Regions from separate parts of the Ovis canadensis genome. Here region 1 is linked to region 2. A link is a contact called in public Hi-C data. All regions are on one chromosome and are shown on one strand. Each heading gives the region's core, a stretch centred on a gene start, on an enhancer-like site or on the middle of the called end of the contact. The rest is flanking DNA. Distances are from core to core; before and after follow the strand shown. Region 1 has its middle 56 kb from the start of ARID1A. Region 2 holds the start of ARID1A (AT-rich interaction domain 1A).

The links. Hi-C and Micro-C count contacts between places; a contact is called where the count stands out from the background.
Region 1: a Hi-C map of lung shows a contact between it and region 2, with 2.3 times the contacts expected there. The contact joins the enhancer-like site here to the promoter of ARID1A in region 2. A contact is called at or near these places in 2 of 2 Hi-C or Micro-C datasets (fibroblasts and lung).

Annotation. Positions count from the first base shown.
Region 1 is chr2:245,786,419-245,789,118 of ARS-UI_OviCan_v2, reverse strand. No RefSeq gene overlaps it. Among named protein-coding and RNA genes, the nearest start is that of ARID1A, 56 kb to the right of the region's middle. Within about 2 kb of position 1,353, the one cell type or tissue checked has open chromatin away from gene starts, as enhancers often do. A contact at or near this core is called in fibroblasts, where this site is marked.
Region 2 is chr2:245,730,286-245,732,985 of ARS-UI_OviCan_v2, reverse strand. ARID1A (AT-rich interaction domain 1A) reads left to right here and starts at 1,447. Exons shown (of 19, transcript XM_069574913.1): 1 at 1,447-2,700. The coding sequence starts at 1,864.

The DNA of each region.
Region 1 (2,700 bases), core at 104-2,603, 56 kb before region 2:
CGGGATAGGATTTTATCAGGCAGTGAATCAAATAAGGCTGCGAGGGAGATAATAAGGTGTAATTATAGCAGTGCTGTTAGTGCCTGTTCATGGGGTCTGGCAGCAATTTGGTTGAACACCCCTCATTTTGAGAAATTTGTAATTTGGCAGTAAGAATTCTTGCCTTAAAATTTGGCACAAACCTTCACAGTTTAATATTGCAAAATCTGGGAAATGTTGAAATGTGGCTGCTATTCTAATTGAACTTTTTCAGGCTTTTTCGAATTGGTTTTTTTCCTGTTGGATTCAGAAACAAACGCCTCTCTTTTAAAAAGTTCACTAAGGTTTTTTTAAACCACAAACTCATGTACGCTTACAAGCAGATTACTGCTGTAATAAATTCTCATGACTTAAATCTTTGTGTACATACAGAGGGGAAAAAAGCTTTCACTTGAAAAACCCCGAGTTCCTTCTGTTTAGTAGCCCTTTAAAAATTCCCCACAATCAGTATTTTGTTTAATTTCCTTTGAGTCAGAGCGGTGCAACGTGGTGTTGCTCTTGGTTTTATGAACCGACTGCTTCCCCGAAGCTTATTCCCCGTTGTTTTAAAGTAGAAGGGAGGTCACCGGGCTGTAGTGAAATGTGGCCAACTCCGCCTGGGACCAAGCTGGCCCAACGGGCTTCTCTAAAGTAACTGGAAGTTTTCTGACAGGAAACCGGTCAGTTGTTATAAGCGTCGGCTCGGGTTCCCACGGCCCCGGCAGCTGCAGCTCCCCCGACGCCCCTCTCGGGGCCGGGCAGGAGCGCGGGGTGCGGGGCGCCGTGGGCGGCAGGGGGCAGCAGCGGGAACCCGTTGTTCTCCAGGCAGGGGGTGGGGCGGGAAGCTGCCCCCCCCACCTCGTTTCCGTGCCCCGCGCTCTCCCCTCCCCCTCTCGCGCCTTGCCTCGCCTTGCCTTGCCTTCCCTCCCCTCCCCGCGGGGAGGAGGGCGGGGGTGCGGAGCCCTCCCCCGGGACAGGGGGCGTGTGCGTCCCCTCCGCTCCCCTCCCCCCGGCCGGGCTCTCCTGGCTCCCCGAGGCGGGAGTTTCCAGGAAGAGCTCAGAGCGCGGTCGCACCACCGAGCGCACGGAGACGTCAAGTAGTCCCTGAGAGCGACCTGATTCAGAGAATTCCAGCTGCCAGAGGCTGTCGGGAGTTGGAACTCCGAAAAGACTGGGAACAGCTCTCTGGCCTGGGGAGCTCTGGGAAAGAGGTCCGAGGTCCCACTTTCCATTCCTGGAGAAATATGTGTAGTGGAGGCGGAACGAGTTCCGGCGGAGGGCTCGGACGCGCCGGGTGGAGTGAAGCGCCGCGCGGTCGAAGCGCTCACAGAGTTAAAGTGGGCGGGAAAACCCGGAGCGGACTCTCCCTGACACGCCTAGGACCTCCCTCCCCACTCTCCTTGGGGGAGGGGAACGAAAAAAGAAGAGACAGAAACGTGTTCCCTTTCTCTGCTTCCTAAATGCCTAGTGAAGAGACAAGTGGCGACTCGCCACTTCGAGAAATGCGCTGCAGGACCTTCAGGTCCCGGCGGGGAAGGCTCGTGTGGCTCCTCCTCCAGTAACGTCCGCACCGTCGGCGCTGGGCGCGCGGTCAGAAACCCAGGCCTGCGACCTGGAGGAGCTAGGCGCGCGCATGCGTGCGGTGGGCGCGCGCTTCCCGCCCCTTTCCTGAGCGCGTTCGCTTCCCCCCTCCCCCCACGTTCCTCAGCCGCCACCTCAGAGCTTCCCCCGCACCCAGCCCTCTCTTTTCGGGGGAGGTGGCCCATCTTGCCCATCGACTGACTAACCCCTTCACCCCAGCTTCGCCCCGCCTCCCCTGAGCTTCGGTACGAACTCCGCAGCTAGGGCTCAGCTTTCACATTCCCGCCTCCGCCTTCTATCTCCCCTCCCAACCCTTAAGCACTTCCTGCAAACTACCCCGTTCTCGCTCCTTTCGGCGCCGCCTCCTCCCAGCCCTAACTGGATGGGTGCGTTCACGTTGGTGGGCCTCTGGGTAGTACCTTGTATTCCTCCTGCAGGCGATGGCTGCTCCATTTTACAGATGAGGAAGTTAAAGTCCAGAGCGCCGACGAGCTTGTCTCTAAAGGCTCCTTGTTGTACAGTCGCTAAGTCGTGTACGACTCTGCGACCCGGCGGCCCGTAGCACATCAGGCTGCCAAGTCGCTTAACTATCTCCGGAGTTTTCTCAAACTCCTATCCATTGAGTGGGTGATGTTCCCTAACTACCTGACAGAACGTGGTCCGGTGGAGGAGGGAATGGTAAACCACGCTAGTGTTCTCGCCGGGAGACTCCGATGTACAGTATGAAAAGGCTCCTTTTGAGTTGTCCCCCACTGTAACTGGCTTTGGAAAGAGAAACCCTTGACTTGCTACAATTTAAGCAACCTTGGAAAGCCAGTCCCAGTCTTGGCACCCTCAATTCTTCCGGCCAAACCACCGAGCCCAGTTGGCAAACACCATAGAAACAATTTATCCCAAATCAACTATGTAGCGACCTCTAAATTAGAAAAAGAGCCAATTGGTGACTTTAGAGGTTGTGTATAGGCTATTTATTCAATGTGAAGTCGTTTTTAAACGCACTGTGTAATATTTTCTCTTAGATGTTGTAATTCTCGTATTCCTTCCCCAATTTGAGATCATGGTTTTGGTTTTGAAAACATTTTGATATAATTTGTCTCTCAG
Region 2 (2,700 bases), core at 198-2,697:
ATGATTCCTTACAATGAAGGATAGAAAAACAAATTTAGGCTGCATCTGTTTTCTGAGTGAGGTGTTAGACTGCACCTTTTCTCTCTTTTTAAGGAGAAAACGGTTCCCTCTATTTGGTCATCCCTCTTCGGCAGAGGTTCCTTTGAACACTCAGGTTCCACCAGTCCCTGGAGTCTCTTCTGTGGTCTGTTACAGTCTTACAGGTACTGTCTTTGGAGACGGGACCTTGGTCATTGTGGGCAAAGGTGGGGCTTGTGTCTTCCTCCAAGAAGGCGGTCATATGTCCCCAAAATATCTTCAGGGGTGACCATTTTATATCGGTTGAGATGACCAGCTTGGATCTCAAACCCATTCTGATGTTCTGATCCCACTGTTGTATATGGCACCACTTTTCTTTTTATTACTATTATTTCTAACGCTAAGTAGACAGGGGCAGCACTGGGGACTCTGCTACTTTTTAAAGTCACCCTCCACTGCCCTTGTCTTTGTAAGTGATAGGCTAAGTGATAGGCCGGTCCCCTTCGCTATCTTATGAGTCTGTAAAATGGGGATCAGGAACTTCGTGCCCCCAGGGCCTGTGAGGACCGGCTAATGAGGGCAGAGAGTGGGAAAACGGAAAGTCTGAAACAATGATCTGTCATTCCATGCAGCTTGCAAAGAGGATACAACGTAAAGCTCAGCTGGGTCTTTGGAGCAGGTCTGCAAAAGGCTTTGAAGAAGGAAAAGTGCCGCGGAGATGCTAAGTAGCGGCCAAGAGACCAGGCCCGCTGCCAGGGGGGGTCAGGCCTGGGCCGAGGCGGCCGCGGTCTCGGGCTCAGGCCAATTTTGCAGCCGCGAGTAAAGTTCACGCTGCCCGCGGCGCGAAGGGGACCGACCTGGATAGGGAGGCCAGGAGGGAGGCGGCGCGCAGGCTCCGGAGAGGCGCGAGCTCCGGGCCGGGTTTTCCCCGAAGCCTTCGGCGGCGGCGCTGCCGAGCGAGAGCGGCAGAGCGCTTGCCGCCGCCGCTGCCGCCGCCGCGGCTGGTTCTCTCCCCTCCTCCTTTGTGAGGGGAAGGGAGCGAGTCCGTTCCACGGCCTGCGCCCCGCTCCGCGCTCCGTTCCGGGTTTGCCAGGCGGCCGCGACGGCGCTGGGTAAAATGGCAGTGCTGAGCCTCGTGTCGGAGTGAGGGGGACTCGGAGGAGAGTGGGGCGCTCTAGCCGCTCAGTCCGGCCGCCCGCCCGCTCGCCCGCTCGCCGCCGCGCAGCAGCCTCGGCCCGGCGCCGCGGCCGGGGAGGGGAGGCAGGGCGCCCGGCCCGGCCCACGCTCCGACTCTGCCTGCCGGCGCCCGGGCTGCTGCCGCGCGCCCTCCAGCCCGCCCGTCCCGGGTCCCCCTCCCCCCGCTCCCTCCCTCCCTCCCCGCCCCCTCCCCCTCGCCTCCCTCCCTCCCCTCCCTCCCTCCCTCCTTTCTCCGGCAGCAGAAAGCGGAGAGTCACAGCGGGGCCAGGCCCTGGGGAGCGGAGCCTCCACCGCCCCCCTCATTCCCAGGCAAGGGCTTGGGGGGGAATGAGCCGGGAGAGCCGGGTCCCGAGCTTACAGAGCCGGGAGCAGCTGAGCCGCCGGCGCCTCGGCCGCCGCCGCCGCCTCCTCCTCCTCCGCCGCCGCCGCCAGCCCGGAGCCTGAGCCGGCGGGGCGGGGGGGAGAGGAGCGAGCGAGCGAGCGAGCGAGCGAGCGCAGCGCAAAAGCCGCGGAGCCCCGCGAGGCCCGCCCGGGCGGGTGGGGAGGGAAGCCCGGGGGGACTCGGCCCCGGGGCGGGGTGGGGTGGGAGGGGGGTGAGAGAAGACGAAGACAGGGCCGGGTCTCTCCGCGGACGAGACAGCGGGGATCATGGCCGCGCAGGTCGCCCCCGCCGCCGCCAGCAGCCTGGGCAACCCGCCGCCGCCGCCCTCGGAGCTGAAGAAAGCGGAGCAGCAGCAGCAGCAGCAGCGGGAGGAGGCGGGGGGCGAGGCGGCGGCGGCGGTCGCGGCGGAGCGCGGGGAAATGAAGGCAGCCGCCGGGCAGGAAAGCGAGGGCCCCGCCGTGGGGCCGCCGCAGCCACTGGGAAAGGAGCTGCAGGACGGGGCCGAGAGCAATGGGGGTGGCGGCGGCGGCGGAGCCGGCGGGCCCGGCGCGGAGCCGGACCTGAAGAACTCGAACGGGAACGCGGGCCCTAGGCCCGCCCTGAACAATAACCTCACGGAGCCGCCCGGCGGCGGTGGCGGCGGCAGCAGCGACGGGGTGGGGGCGCCTCCTCACTCAGCCGCGGCCGCCTTGCCGCCCCCAGCCTACGGCTTCGGGCAACCCTACGGCCGGAGCCCGTCTGCCGTCGCCGCCGCCGCGGCCGCCGTCTTCCACCAACAACATGGCGGACAACAAAGCCCTGGCCTGGCAGCGCTGCAGAGCGGCGGCGGCGGCGGGGGCCTGGAGCCCTACGCGGGGCCCCAGCAGAACTCGCACGACCACGGCTTCCCCAACCACCAGTACAACTCCTACTACCCCAACCGCAGCGCCTACCCCCCGCCCCCCCAGGCCTACGCGCTGAGCTCCCCGAGAGGTGGCACTCCGGGCTCCGGCGCGGCGGCGGCGGCGGCCGCCGGCTCCAAGCCGCCTCCCTCCTCCAGCGCCTCCGCCTCCTCGTCGTCTTCGTCCTTCGCTCAGCAGCGCTTCGGGGCCATGGGGGGAGGC